Regions from separate parts of the Mus musculus genome. Here all the other regions are linked to region 1. The links are chromatin contacts, called in public Hi-C maps. All regions are on one chromosome and are shown on one strand. The core of a region is the stretch at or near the end of the contact, and the rest is flanking DNA. Distances in the headings are between cores, read along the strand shown. Region 1 has its middle 47 kb from the start of Gm34044. Region 2 has its middle 49 kb from the start of Gm40746. Region 3 has its middle 7.4 kb from the start of Gm40746. Region 4 has its middle 12 kb from the start of 4930459C07Rik. Region 5 overlaps 4930459C07Rik (RIKEN cDNA 4930459C07 gene).

The links. Hi-C and Micro-C count contacts between places; a contact is called where the count stands out from the background.
Region 2: a contact with region 1 is called in a Hi-C map of bone marrow-derived macrophages, with 11 read pairs. The contact joins two enhancer-like sites. A contact is called at or near these places in 1 of 39 promoter capture datasets (neural stem cells), 1 of 15 datasets of contacts at CTCF or cohesin (the NIH/3T3 cell line), 2 of 484 Hi-C or Micro-C datasets (bone marrow-derived macrophages and neural progenitor cells) and 1 of 115 datasets of contacts at active chromatin or transcription factors (acute myeloid leukemia).
Region 3: a contact with region 1 is called in a Hi-C map of bone marrow-derived macrophages, with 9 read pairs. The contact joins two enhancer-like sites. A contact is called at or near these places in 1 of 484 Hi-C or Micro-C datasets (bone marrow-derived macrophages) and 3 of 115 datasets of contacts at active chromatin or transcription factors (bone marrow-derived macrophages, double positive thymocytes and stem cell-derived neural progenitor cells).
Region 4: a contact with region 1 is called in a Hi-C map of bone marrow-derived macrophages, with 17 read pairs. The contact joins two enhancer-like sites. A contact is called at or near these places in 1 of 15 datasets of contacts at CTCF or cohesin (the NIH/3T3 cell line), 1 of 484 Hi-C or Micro-C datasets (bone marrow-derived macrophages) and 1 of 115 datasets of contacts at active chromatin or transcription factors (embryonic stem cells).
Region 5: a contact with region 1 is called in a Hi-C map of bone marrow-derived macrophages, with 11 read pairs. The contact joins two enhancer-like sites. A contact is called at or near these places in 1 of 484 Hi-C or Micro-C datasets (bone marrow-derived macrophages) and 1 of 115 datasets of contacts at active chromatin or transcription factors (embryonic stem cells).

What each region holds. Positions count from the first base shown.
Region 1 is chr10:97,281,643-97,284,445 of GRCm38.p6, reverse strand. No RefSeq gene overlaps it. Among named protein-coding and RNA genes, the nearest start is that of Gm34044, 47 kb to the right of the region's middle. Within about 2 kb of position 1,460, at least 11 of the 459 cell types and tissues checked have an H3K27ac peak or open chromatin away from gene starts, as enhancers often do. A contact at or near this core is called in the NIH/3T3 cell line and bone marrow-derived macrophages, where this site is marked.
Region 2 is chr10:96,130,890-96,133,692 of GRCm38.p6, reverse strand. No RefSeq gene overlaps it. Among named protein-coding and RNA genes, the nearest start is that of Gm40746, 49 kb to the left of the region's middle. Within about 2 kb of position 1,367, at least 52 of the 459 cell types and tissues checked have an H3K27ac peak or open chromatin away from gene starts, as enhancers often do. A contact at or near this core is called in the NIH/3T3 cell line and bone marrow-derived macrophages, where this site is marked.
Region 3 is chr10:96,186,915-96,189,717 of GRCm38.p6, reverse strand. No RefSeq gene overlaps it. Among named protein-coding and RNA genes, the nearest start is that of Gm40746, 7.4 kb to the right of the region's middle. Within about 2 kb of position 1,392, at least 84 of the 459 cell types and tissues checked have an H3K27ac peak or open chromatin away from gene starts, as enhancers often do. A contact at or near this core is called in bone marrow-derived macrophages, where this site is marked.
Region 4 is chr10:96,212,705-96,215,507 of GRCm38.p6, reverse strand. No RefSeq gene overlaps it. Among named protein-coding and RNA genes, the nearest start is that of 4930459C07Rik, 12 kb to the left of the region's middle. Within about 2 kb of position 1,352, at least 167 of the 459 cell types and tissues checked have an H3K27ac peak or open chromatin away from gene starts, as enhancers often do. A contact at or near this core is called in the NIH/3T3 cell line and bone marrow-derived macrophages, where this site is marked.
Region 5 is chr10:96,237,105-96,239,907 of GRCm38.p6, reverse strand. The region is part of intron 1 of 4930459C07Rik (RIKEN cDNA 4930459C07 gene); the gene reads right to left. All of the region lies in intron 2 of Gm40747 (a long non-coding RNA gene), which reads left to right. Among named protein-coding and RNA genes, the nearest start is that of 4930459C07Rik, 12 kb to the right of the region's middle. Within about 2 kb of position 1,422, at least 87 of the 459 cell types and tissues checked have an H3K27ac peak or open chromatin away from gene starts, as enhancers often do. A contact at or near this core is called in bone marrow-derived macrophages, where this site is marked.

The DNA.
Region 1 (2,803 bases), core at 211-2,710:
ATAAAACAGCATTTTATTTTTTAAAAAAAATCACCATTTGAACCACAGTAAAAGTTTAGCAGATCAGTGTTACATATGTGCTCTGTATGAACCTTACTAGGAGTCACATGACCTTGTTTTGTGGAAAGGACACAGTAATAATTTTGGCTTATCACTAGTAGTCAGAGTCAACAGAAGAAATGTCCTTGGAATGCTCACCTGTGCTCATATCTGCTGCCCCAGCCTCAGAGACAACCAAGGAAGAAGGTATTGAAAGGCTTTAAGAACCAGAGGTCAGAGAGGCACCTTGAGAAGCAGTATCTTCTGGATATAACTGGACCACTGTATTCATGAGCTCACAGAAGCCATGGTTGTCTGCATGAGACCTTCACAAGATCAAACCAGTCAGCATGGAGTAGGAGGGGTTTCATGAACCCCAGTGATAACTGAGGATATATGGACAATTGATGGTTCTTTTGGGGGAAAGATCACTTAAGGAAACAAAGTATAAACCCTAGTAGGGTGACCACACTCCAGTGGATGTCCCTATCCCTGGAATTTCATGGACAGCACAAATTGGAGCTAATGGGTAGTTTTTTTTTGGGGGGGGGCACAAAAACATGACGTTGGGGGTGGATCTGGGTAGAGTTAAGAAGAGGAGTTGGTGGTGAATATTGTTAAAGTATATTCTATGACCATTCTCAAAGAATTAATAAAAAGGCTTATACTAAAAATAGCTTATGTTTTGCCTTTCAGATGGTGGCTATCCTTGTAAAACAAAACCAGGCATGTGCAATATGGACATGAATGGGTTTGCTTATGTCTATAAAACTTTATTTATGAAAGCAGCTAATAGCTGCTCTCAGCCAGCAGGCCTCAGTGTCCTGACCATGATTCTAGATTTCATTATGAAAACATGCATAGGAACATGTTCTAACTGTCCAGGACTTACTGGTCAGGTCACAGTCCTGAAAGGTACCCATGTAGCATGGCTTCATCACTTATGTTCCTGAGAGCTAATTATTTGGCCCAGTCATAACATTTAATAACCTTCTTCTGTGACTTCTGTGTGTCCCCTGCCCCCAAATGCAGTAAGTATACTCTGGGCGGGAAACAAAAGATGCAGCTACTGTCCTGTGTTTCCCTGGAAGCCTGTGGAGTGGCATTGCTTTTGCCAGGAGTGGTCCTTCCGAGAAAGCTGTCTCTGAACAAGTTTGGGCAACAATTTCATTGAGGATGAAAGAGTTACTTCTGTCAAATTCAACACGCACTCCAGTTTCATTATTTTAGGACATAAAATTGTTTAGTGATTAACTTTGTTTATACTTGGCAAAGCATCACTTCCTTTTCTGAGGAGGAAAAGAGACAAAAAAGCTCATAAAAAATTTTTCAAAAAGCTTTCTACTTCAAACAGCTCTTACAAAACTGCATTTGGATGAGTCAAGTGTGGGGGAGTCAAAACCATATGGATTCTTCCCCTTTTAAAATAAACACTGACTTTCAAATTGAAGGAAATTTTCTTACAAAAGTAGACTTTAGCTTCCATAGACTATAAATAGTGAAAAAAAAGCAACTTCCCGAAATTTGATAGACCCAAATCACAGCTGGGTTTCTCATTCTTAATAATTGTGTTTTCACTGTATATCATTTAAAAACAAACAGCTCTAGGAGTGGCCCACATTCGGCTATTTTTAAGGGCATGGAGATTTTCATTTATCTCTCAAGTAATTTTTTCCCAAATCTTGAATTTGAGATAAGTTGCATTGTTACATTCGAAAAGACATAGGGTTAACCACTTGCCAGTCATTGTATTTCAGAGTCAGCTTGAGGTTAGTCTGGACTTCATAAGTGGATCCTGTCACAAAAGGAAGGAGGGTTCAAGGAAGGAGACAGAGACAGATAGGGAAGAAGATGAATACAGAGGAGAAGAAGGAAGTATTTGGGTGACAGCAAAAGAGGAGGAAAGAACAAAGTAAGGAGAGAAGTCAGGAAGGAAAGAGGAAGGGAGGGAAGGAAAGAAGGAGGGAGGGAGGGAGGGGAGGAAGGAAGGAATGAAGGAGATGGAAAGTGAGCTATGTCTGTAAACTTATTGTTTAAGATTGATTGATATAAGACACATTGTTTAAGATTGTTTGTGTGCATGTATGTGAACCCTGTTGAATATCTGTGTACTGCTTTTGTATAGAAGACCATGGGAGTCAGAGGAAGGCATTAAATTTCCTGGAACTGGAGATACAGGGTGTTATGAGTGACCATGTGGGTGCTAGGAACTGAACCTTGAGTCCTTAATGAAAACAGCCAGTGCTTGCTTCTAATCACTGAATGATCACCCGGTCTCTGTCTGTACATACTTCTGATACAATGATAATTCCTGGTTAGATTATCATCTATTATTACATTTTATCTACATTTTCATTAATAATCTAAGCAATAAAAAATTAGCACCCTTATTTAGGTAGATTAAGTGACCTACTTGGATGGCTATGAATATTATCATCAAATAATGCAAACAAAATTTTCATAATCTCAGTCTTTAAACAAATCAAGTCAACTAGACTTCCATTTGTTCCTTAATTCCTTTGTTAACACCAGAAATTCTAAAATACAGAGGCATTTTCTTGAAAGGACCCAGATATAGCTGTCTCTTGTGAGACTATGCCAGGGCCTAGCAAACACAGAAGGGGATGCTCACAGTCAGCTATTGGATGGATCACAGGGCCCACAATGGAGGAGCTAGAGAAAGTAACCAAGGAGCTAAAGGGATCTGCAACCCTATAGGTGGAACAACAATATGAACTAACCAGTACCCCCCCCCCCCCCGGAG
Region 2 (2,803 bases), core at 118-2,617, 1.2 Mb after region 1:
GAGTGATTCCCCAAATCTTTAAAATGAAACTGGCCCTGAAGACTCTTCCTAAGACAAGCAGTCATGAGTGTGAATCTTGCCACTTATCTTGAAAAGCATGATTCTCTCTGGTTGCTATCTACTTCAAAAAGACTTAAAAATATACAAATAAAAATATTTTTATTTATTAATTTGTTTATTTATTTATTTATTTATTTTTCCCATTTTTTATTAGGTATTTAGCTCATTTACATTTCCAATGCTATACCAAAAGTCCCCCATACCCACCCACCCCCTACCCACCCACTCCCCCTTTTTGGCCCTGGCGTTCCCCTGTACTGGGGCATATAAAGTTTGCCTGTCCAATGGGCCTCTCTTTCCAGTGATGGCCGACTAGGCCATCTTTTGATACATATGCAGCTAGAGTCAAGAGCTCCGGGGTACTGGTTAGTTGATAATGTTGTTCCTCCTATAGGGTTGCAGACCCCTTTAGCTCCTTGGCTACTTTCTCTAGCTCCTCCATTGGGAGCCCTGTGATCCATCCATTAGCTGACTGTGAGCATCCACTTCTGTGTTTGCTAGGCCCCGGCATAGTCTCACAAGAGACAGCTACATCTGGGTAAAAATATTTTTGTTCCATCAACCTTATGCATATTTTTTTTACATTCCTAGACTGGCAAGATTTCTCTTTGTCTATAGATCTGCCCTCTTGGAAAGTCTTCCTCCCTCCTGTGACATGGAAGGATCTTGGTCTTTTTTTTTTTCTTAGTTGGAAGCAAAGAAAGCAAAGTACTGAAGAAACAGCTTGCATCACCAAACACCTAAAGATACATCATGAATTTATACCTTTAATATATCTTACAGCCTGCAAGACAGAAACTGGGTAAGCCTTCCCATGCATAAGGAAGTGTGTCTGGGGATATTGGGTACTGCACTTAATGTCATGTATGCAGAGAGTTGATCCTTTTCCTTTCTCCCTAATTTGTCTGTCTTTCCCTCCTTTTGTTCTCTCAGAAAGCCCACCACTTCAGAAAGTCTAAAGAGATAGGGGCTTATGAGAGTCAGATAAAAAATATTTTGAAAGGGATAGTCATGCATTTCCTGGCTTTGGAGAGGTCTTGGTGGTGTGCTCTTAGATGTTGTGATATTAGTTAGGATCAACACCCTGCCATTGGGCATGGGGTCTCTGGAATCTTCACTCCTGGGTGTAGCTGGAGGAGAATGCGTTCTGTGTGTCTGTAACCAGAAAGGGTAGAATGCTAAAGCCGGTCTAATTAAGGCCAGTCTGCCTGTCCATGACTGTCTGTCAGACTTGAGTCTGGCCTGCCTAGTGCAGTGGAAACAAGTGGGTTTTTTTTTTTTTCCTCCTTTTTCCTCATGTTTTAACTGTGTGAGGTTACAGTGCCACCATGTGGATCCTCCGGTGTGAACCTGGATAATGAAGCTGGGGCTACAAAAGTGGTCACAGGCAACCTAAAAGACTTGGGAACAGGGACAGAAAGAGAAACCCGGTTTTTGAAAAGACACCGTGGTTCGTCAGGAAAAACAGAAGTCACGTCGGTCGGTCAAAAGATAATTTACATTCGTGAGCACCGCTTGGAGCCAAACAGACGCTAGTTGAAACTTACCAAACTGTCTTTACAGCCTCAGTTGCCTTGTCTGTGTAACGGGCACTGTAGTAGCTCCTCTAGGCTGCCGTTAGAATCAAAAGGCAGTGCACACAAAGTGCTCTCTGCCTGCCATGTCTGGTTGTTATGACTGAGCTAAGAAAGGAACTTCACAGCCTTATGCTGAACCGCAGTCCCGTGCTAGGACTCTCGACATTTTGCCCATGGTTTTACCTTGATTTAAGCCTTAACCATTTCACCTTCCCCTGCCTTTGACATGTGAGCTTTGCAGCAGTCAAATTTCAAATCATGTATTTCAAATCATGTTTCCATCATCTTGTAGCTTTGTAGCCTTGGGATATTTAAACCTTCTGAGCTGGGAAGCTGTGTGGTGATGCTGGCCCTTTGTTCCAGCATCCAGGGTATGGAAGCAAGAGGCTACCCTCTTGTTCAAGGATATTCTCTGCTAGATAGTTAGTTAGACTCCAGTATGGACTCACAAGACCCTGCCTGGGGAAAATAAAAATAGGGAACAACAAAATCCTGAGTCCTGGTTTCCTTGTCTGTAAAATGGGGTTAAGAACCTGTTACAGAGGGAACTAGAGCTCGGGCACTCGAAGCTTCGGATGCAGTAACTTCAATGGTCATCAGTCTGCGCCCATCACTGTTACGGTCATGACTACACTACAGGACAGCACAGCCTCACCTTGACCTCCAAGTAACAAAACCTTTAAGTTCACCTTAACATCAAAGAGCGATTGAGGAACTAGACAGGAAGCAACTTCTGTGGTCTATTTACCTACACACCTCAATGTTGAGGTTCTGTGGTTTTTATAAGGTTATCTTCTCAAGGCTAAAAGTGCAGCTATGAACAGTTTACACCTCAGTGTTTTCAGTATTAAAGTGTATTTCATAGTCAAGGTTAATAGTGCCATGTGTTAGTAGCACACACCTTTAATCCCAGTACTCAGGAGGCAGAGGCAGATGGATCTCTGAGTTTGAGACCAGCCTGGTCTACATATAGAGTTCCAGGACAGCCAGGGCTACCTAGACAAACCCTGTCTTGAAAAGCAAACAAACAGAAAACAGAACAAAACAGTTACTACTCTGATGTCTTTAATTTATTTTACATGTCTTCATCTTCTGAGGCCCCAAATCCAGTCCTTTCAAATCAAGCAAAATCTTAGAACTAATGAACAGATTTAGACTTGATGAAG
Region 3 (2,803 bases), core at 143-2,642, 1.1 Mb after region 1:
TTTATCTTTTTCTATGTATTGAATGCTAGTACTGGCCCCCCGAGACCTGGTGGCCTCAGCTAAGAGAGAATACACAAAGTGATGGTACGTGACCTTGCTCTTTAATGATTACTGACTTGAAGACTGTGAGTTGACTGATATGGGTGCTGGGAATCAAACCTGGGTCCTCTGCACCAAGTGCTCCTAACTGCTAAGACATCACTTCAGCCCCTAAGGCAGGGATTCTCCGCTTGTGACTCCTTTTTACCAGAGAGATTTTGATGGAACATCAGATGGAGAAGCATATAAAATAAGTATACAAATGAAACACTACTAATAAATCATATTGAGATTAATTTTTAAAAACTTTGTATGCGTACAATCTATCATTTACTAAAGACAAAAGTCTATTTGCATACCAATGAGAGATGTGCTTGTTTCTTTTGCATAAAAAATTAAATCTTCTGACTATTTTACATTCAGAACATAGAGCACTTTCAGTTTTTCAAAGTAGATCAATATTTTGATTGGGGACTGGACAGGGATTGAACATTTGCTCCAAACAAAGCTAACAGTAAAGGGGACTGGACACTTAGAGACGGTGTTCTGAGAAATAAATTTATATTTATATAGCCATCAATGTTAAGAGTGCCATTTGGCATAAATAGGTAGTACAAACTGTCAGAAGTGTGCTTAGGAGCATTTAGAAATTGTTGGAAATTCTATCCTAATTGTAAGCCAAAATTCACTGGACAATTTTTGCAAGACTCAAAGAAAGAGGAAGAGAGAATAAGGCTGAGTCACTTGCATATTTTATTTTGCTCAAAATTTTCTCAGAACAACCATGATTATATCTGTATATACATAAAGTAAAATAAACAGAGTATAAGCGCAGCAGTGATGTATGTCACAAGCATTGTCTAATCAGAGTAAACTTGAAAATGACTCAATGACAACAAAATTTCAGGATCTAGAAGCACCCATTGGTCTAAGAGACTAATAACAAATACTTTGTTGTAGTCTGCAGCAACCTATAGCAAACACTTCGTTGTAGTGTGCAGCAACCTATAGCAAACTATAGCCACCTGCATACAGCCACGTTCAACACCCAGTCTAAGTCTGACTGTCTCGGAAAGAAGAGCCTCCTACTACATCTCTGCGTACGTCTGGAGGTAATAAAACACGTCCAAACGTTGCTCTATTCTCTATTGCAGCTTTGACTTATCTGTCATAATTCTCCACTTTGGGCTTAAAGACAATTGATTTTTTTTTTCCCTGTGTGGGCCCTTCCAGGATTTTGACTCCAATTGCTGGCAAAAGTGAGCTTTAGCTTCTCCAAAGTAAACATCTCTCTGTCCTCCAGCCGCCGTCCGTATGTGATGTTGAAAGAATGGCAGGAAATCAATGAGTCATGGTGGGGACTGGACAGGGATAGGACGTGCACTCCAAACAAAACTAACAGTAAAGGGGGCTGGACACTTTGAGATGGTGTTCTGAGAAACAAAGCCAAGATTTCAAGAAAAAGCAAGTACTTTACACAGGAAGGGAACTGAGCATCGTCTACACAGAGGGAAGAGTCTCATTGGGGATGGAGAAGAAGAAGACAGGATTGGATGCAGTACCCAGGCAGAGAGCAGCTAAGCCAAACAGAAGGGTGACAAAGTAGAGAAGTTGGGGGCGAGGGGAATAGAAAACTCAATTACAGCAGTCTTTCCCAGATGAACTGATTACCTATTGTGGTGAAGGGAGTTAGGAAACATGTTGTACCTTGTATTGCTGAGTTGGGAAGGAGCATTAAAAATACCAGTGGGGCTGGCAAGGTGGATCAATGGGTAAGGCACTCAAATCCAAACCCTTAGAATGCAGGTAAATCTGACCACCACGGTCTATAATCCCAATATCCCCACAGCAAGATGAGAGTCAGAGCAAGGAAAATCCTGCCCTCCCAAAAGCTTGCATACCAGATACCCTAGCAACATATATTGGCAGACAGAGACCCAACCTCCAGCTGTGAAAAACGAAGATGGACCCCTTACACATGCTCTGGTGCCTACACAAGAAAACACACACACACACACACACACACACACACACACACACACACACACCCCTTATCAAAATGGCCACAAAGGAAACGGAAGAGAGAGGCAGTGGGAGCTAAGTCCAGGCTTTTGTGGTAGCTGAATGTAGAAGAACGGTGCGGGCCTCCTGACAACACTGAGCATCTCAGTGTTTGCTTCACACGTTTTTCCTTTACCCTGCCACCTGATATATGGCCAGAGCAATTACAGGATTGCTTGTTGTTGACTGACCTATAAGGCCTATTTGCAGAGCACAGTAGTGGCTCTTTGTCCCCATTTCCAAGGGTATGTGCACCTTGGTGTGTACAGATCTACAAGGCCCTGGCCCGGTAGAGACCTCCACTCTGGGCATTTATTAAAGAGTCACAATACCTTCCCAGATTGCCTGAGTTATTACAAAAACCCAGCACCCCATGGTGTGAACTGTCTGACCTGTTCAGTCAGTCCCAACAGAAAATACATTCAAAGTGTTACATTTTCTTGTTTTAAAATTTTCCTATTTCCCATGACATTTTTTGTGAGCTCACTGTAAACATAGCTCTGTGTGTTTTCCCTTCCACCCTCTGAAAATGTGTGTTGTGTGAAATATTAAAAAAGCAATCCACGCTATGCTGGCAGGGCACTAGTGGGAAGACTGGCCTGTTCTCATCTCAGCAGACTCTCTAATCTGAAGCTCTGAAATCTCTCCACCTGGCTTACTAAATTCCCATGGTGGGTCATTGCCACGCCAGCCCATGATTCCA
Region 4 (2,803 bases), core at 103-2,602, 1.1 Mb after region 1:
TCTTCCTACAGCTGAACAGGTAACCAACAGAGATGTGACAGAAATAAGGTGAGCAGAGGGACAGAGAGGTGAGAGTCTTATCTATCGGTACATTCCAAAAGGACAATTCACAGTATTAGACAATCCCGCTTTGCTTGGCTCTAACAAACCACCTTGGGTTGTGGAATGATGAGAGATCTGTTTAGCTTACAATTTTTGAGTCTGACAATTCAACCCTGGGTAAACCTAGAGTGTTTGGCCCTTGGTGACAGTCCCCTATGTGTGCTACCCTGTGGCAGATGGTGCCGTGGGGGAGCCAGTGCAAGGAAAGAGACAACACATGGCAGAGGCAGGAAGCCAGATCATGAGAAAGGTGAGCGTTATGTTTTATAACAACCCACTCTAAGAGGAAGTCAGCGGGTTCCCATACACATGGCTTTGATCCCTTCCGTGTGAAATAATTACCTTGGTCTAATTACCCCACCTTCTCTTAAAGGTGCCTGTCTCCAGCATCACCACACTGGCGACCGAGCTTTAACAAACACACACACAACCCTGGGCAACATACTCCTGCTACAGTCAAACAGCAGCTAACATCTAAAAGTAGTAGCTTAGAGAATAGCAAGACAAGCTGATTGTTTCAGAGATGGTGGGTGGGGGGGTGGACTAAAATACAGGTTCCAAAATGAAAAGTTATACCTGAGCTGAGAGAGATACTGAGGACTGGGAAAGTCAAGTAGGTATCTGACTAACCGTGACTTTCATTGTTAAAGTATGCCATTCTCATCTACACTTTGATTAATTTTTTTTAAATAATTGCCGTAAAAATGTAAAAGTACTTACTTCACCACAAAATATATAATCCAATATTATATAAATGATGTGTATGAAACTCTTGAGAAAATATTCCACAATATATTGGAAGTTGAACGTGACTCACTTCGTTTTTGATAGGCAGCCACTGACTAATTCTAAAGTGCTCAAGTCCAGTGAGAGGAAAAGTGTCTTTCACCATACCCTTCCATCCGAAGACATCTAAGTCCATCGATTATGGTGTACAGGGAATGCCTGATTGCTTTATGATGTCATATGCTGCTACAGAAATTATTTATGATGCTCCCGGAGCAAGACGATCTACTCTGGGGCTGATACCTTGATTCAGAATTTGACACCTAAAGTGGTTTGAAGCACTTGTGATATTTAGACGTTGAGTGACCCAATGCCATTGCCTTCAAAACACACATTCAAAACATACATTTTCCACCGGGAACTAGAAGGGCATTTGCAATGAACATCCCTCCAAGCAGCCGAGAACAAAGGAAATGTTCGGCAAAATGATGTTGAAACACTACCACTCAGGCAGGCCTTCTCCCCAGTATCTTTCCAGCCGAATAGCGTGCCTGCCTGTGACTCAGATACTGTTCACATTGGAAAAACAAAGCGGAGACATCTACTTAAACGCGCAAACAGTGCCCTCTGCTGGCGGAAATGGGATGTTAGTTAAAAGAACTTCGTCTCAATGACCACAGGGAAAGAAGGGGGAGGGGAAGGAAGGGAGAATGGAGAGATAGAAGGGGAGGAGAGGAGATGGGGAAGAAGCAGAGGGAATAGGAGTGGGAGGGAGAGGGAAAGAGGGAGGGAGAGAGAAAAGTGGACTGGGGGGGGGGGGAAGGGGTAAGGAGGAGGAGGAGGAAATGATACAAACAGGAGAGAAAAAAAAATGGGTTTTAGTCCTTTTTAAGGATAAATGCTTGAAGCATCTTATCACATAGAAGATGCCAATATATTTCCTTAAATCCCAAAGTAACACGTGGCCTTGAATTAAGGAATGGTTTTACAGTGTCCATTCTTTGCCTTACTAAGTTATTTACTCATCACAAGCTCCCTCTGGGGGTGTCCCCCAGTGCTCTGACTATGCGACATAATATACACTCAGCCTTTGCAGAAGATAGTAACTCTATCAAACAAAATTGTTTCCTTAGCTCACAGACCAGGGCTCTGACAGGGTTCCAGAATGTCCCAGGCTGCTCGACATGTTTCTAAATGCTTAGGAAAATCTTAATGTTGATTTTTTGTTTGTTTGTTTGTTCTGTTTTGCTTCAACAAAAGAAGTGGTTGCTTGAAGATAGCAAAATTGGTTTCTTGAAAGAAAAGAAAATGAGTGAGGTATATCCTTCAGGGCTGGCAGGGGGGCGGGTCTGGAGATGTATGTCATACAATTCATCGTAAGTACTTAGTCAATGGAGTAGCAATTCAAATTAGTTTATATATATATATATATATATATATGCACATGTATAGGTAGTATAGTTACGATATTATCGTGTATATATATACACATACGATATATATACACACATACTATATGTGTGTGTGTGTATATACATACATACATATATATATACATACATACATATATATGAATATGAAAGCCAGTATTTCTAATATCTTACATTAAAAATCAGTTGGCTACCCAGCTTCCCATGCCACCACAGTAGTGGGGTTAGCAATGTAAAATATGTAAATATGTTCTATTTTCATAAGGCATTTGCACTGGTGTATTAATACTGTGTGCATATTTAAAGATGTTACAGAGCCCAGCTTCGTCTGACTGTAAGTCGTCACCCCACTACAGGGTCGCTTAGCTGAAGGTGACCGTTCTAAAGACAGTGACAATAGCAGAAGACTCCTGGATGTGCAATGATCAAAAATAAATTCAGCCTCAATTGTGTAACAATCCCAAGGTGCTTCAGGCTAGGCTCGCCTGTGTTACACCGCACAGCTTCTCTGTACTCTCAGCTCGGAACACACAGGAGCCTGTATG
Region 5 (2,803 bases), core at 173-2,672, 1.0 Mb after region 1:
AAGCATAGTTTCAAGACAATGGCTTCCTCCAAAGGGGAGAGATGGGATGCTAGGACAGAGAAAGAAGGCATAGGGAAATGCAAAGTATTGATGCTATTCTGAACCTTGGGTTTGGGGTAGCTTCCTAGGAGAAGATTATTACTGCCTTTTGTAATGCATATGTATATATCTTATTTAGAATATATAACTTTGAATAAAATATAAATTAGAAATAATAAACAAAAACATTCTCAGTGCCAATTTTAAAAAAAATGCACAGGATCATTCAATTAATAATTTCTGTTCCCTTCACCTGGTCTCATTCTTACAATGACAGAAAAAGTACCTACCAAGCCCAAGCCAAGCCTCTCCCAGGGATTGCTGGGAATAAGTTCTGAGAGTTGGCAGATTTACTTAGAGCCCTTTCTTTGTGGTGGAAATGAACTGAAGCATCTTCCTTTAAGAGTTGGCCTTCCTTTTGTGAAAGCAAAGATGTGGGCAAATTTACAAAGAAGGCCATTTTCCTGCAGGTGCTTCCTACACACCGCAAAGGTCAAGAACGCAACTTAGTTCTTTTTCTAATATCCTAAGGGAACTAATGCAGTTCCTTGTACTTAGTAGGTGGACAACTAATTGCAAATCAATGTATGAATGAAGAAGTCTGGCCTCACAGTTTCCAGGAAAACTTGTAAATGTCACTCTTGAAATGGTAACATGATTCGCAACCTACTGAACGCTTCATAATGAACCACCCACAGACAGAGTTTAGTATGAATATCTCCTATGTTCCTCAAATCCTTTGTGACCTATGGACACAATTGTTAAATGTGAGTCATGATCTGGCCACGGCTCCCACACAATGGGTATTTTTAATGCTCCTGCATTTCCTGAAGTCAAGCTTTCAGGAAATGGTTTTTGCAATAATGACCTCACCCTCCCTGTATCCCCTTACCCCCACCACAGAATCCCAGAATAGCTGAACAGGTGTCCAAGTACCTAGAATTACCCAAGAAACTTCACAACCTACCTTCTGTTTTCTGTCAAAGTCACAAAGCTAACTTGTTCCTTAGAGCTCTAAAGGAATATGTCCATGAACCAGGCCTGCTCATATTTATGTGTTATTTATATCTAGATACAGTTTGTTCTTGATGCTGGCAGTATCTGCACAGAACTAAGCCAGTATAACAGTTAAAGTATAGGTTCCAGAATTCAACAGCCCATGGATCCAAATTACACAAGTGACATAAGTCTGTCACTGTGTATACGGCTTTAGGCAAATAATTTGGCCTTTCAGAGCCTCAACAGTCGCATCTGCAAAGTGGGAATATAGAAGCATTTCTTGGACTATGATGAAAAATCAGATAATAGAGCACATGTAAACCACTGGGCTCCTCTTCTGGCACACAGTAAGTGTGGAAGCTTGCCAGTTCTTACGGCTGTGTGGTTTCCCCATCTCTCAAGCCCTGTCATTCACTGGGACAATGTCAACCACATTGTGGTCACCGGGACTGCTTAGCATTCATGGGGGGGCAGGATGCCTTCAGAACCCTCAGCCCCAGTCCAGTCTGAGGAGCACTGTCTAACTACTCTTTTAGAATCAAAGCCCATAAGGAAGCCTACGTGTAAGAACTGAAGGAAGGTTATACTATCTGGGAACACTTCAGTTTCAAAGCAAGCAGAGACGTCCCCCCACATGAGTGGGAAGAGGGGCATTTGTAGTATGACCTAAGCCCCCTGGTAAAAGTCTTTATAGCATTAAACCATGTGGTAAAACTTAATTAGAAGGGATTATATTTTTCAGAGCTCTATTAACTTGGGAACCCAAAGGCAAAGAAGGTTATTAAATGGCCACCCGATTATGGGAAACAAAATCCTGCTAGTCAACCAGACCAGCTGACAAACTTCCCAAGGGCTTATCTGAGACCCTCCAAACAGCACAAGTAACTAACTACTAAGAGGCGAGATCTGACTCATCACAGTTGTCTTGGAAGTCAGACGGTAGTACCTTAGACATCAGGGCAGAGGTTGTGATTCATGCATCATGTCCTCAAGTCACCAACCATCAACTCAGTGGATGAGCACAAAGAAAGCTGTCCCAGAAGCCCCTAAGAATGACTTCACTACTCATTGTCACAGATCACAGAGTGCTATCCTCATGGCAAGGTTGAGAAACACGGCGGTAGTCATCATCTGGGCACTGGCAATCAGTGATCCACTAGTTGGCTCAGACTGAGGCAAAATTTTGGTGGGCATTTCATGAAAATAGACCCCTTGAGGTCTCCTGTTTCAGAAGATTGAGGATCAACAACAAAAGAACATCAATCCATACCTAAATGGCATTTCACAGCCCTCAAAATAATAAGCTGTCTACGTAGACTGCTGAGAGATGCTTCCAGCAGTTAACACTCACTGGCTGTCCCAGGAAGAGAACAATTCCTAAGGTCTCTCTATGAAGGGCAGCACTTTACATAAGAAATGGCCAGTGTATAATCTTACTTAGCTTTATTCTTCCTGGACCCAGTATCGGGAGCTACCTTTTGCCCTTACTTGGGGGAAATAAGAAATAAGGCAATTAATACTTCCATGAATAAACAAGGAGGATTAGTGCAAAGCACAAGTACCTCTCCAGTTTTCATGAGGATAACCTACTCTACATGACCACAAGCAGGGCGTATTAGACATCTGAGCATCATTTTCCTTACCCGCAAATCTTTTCTCGAAGAAATGTTTTGTGGGTTTCTTTGAATGGTTCCACTCTGACTCATTGTTCATTATTCCAAAACCAAGTTGGTCAAGACTTAGCAAGCTTGCTGCAAAGTACCCA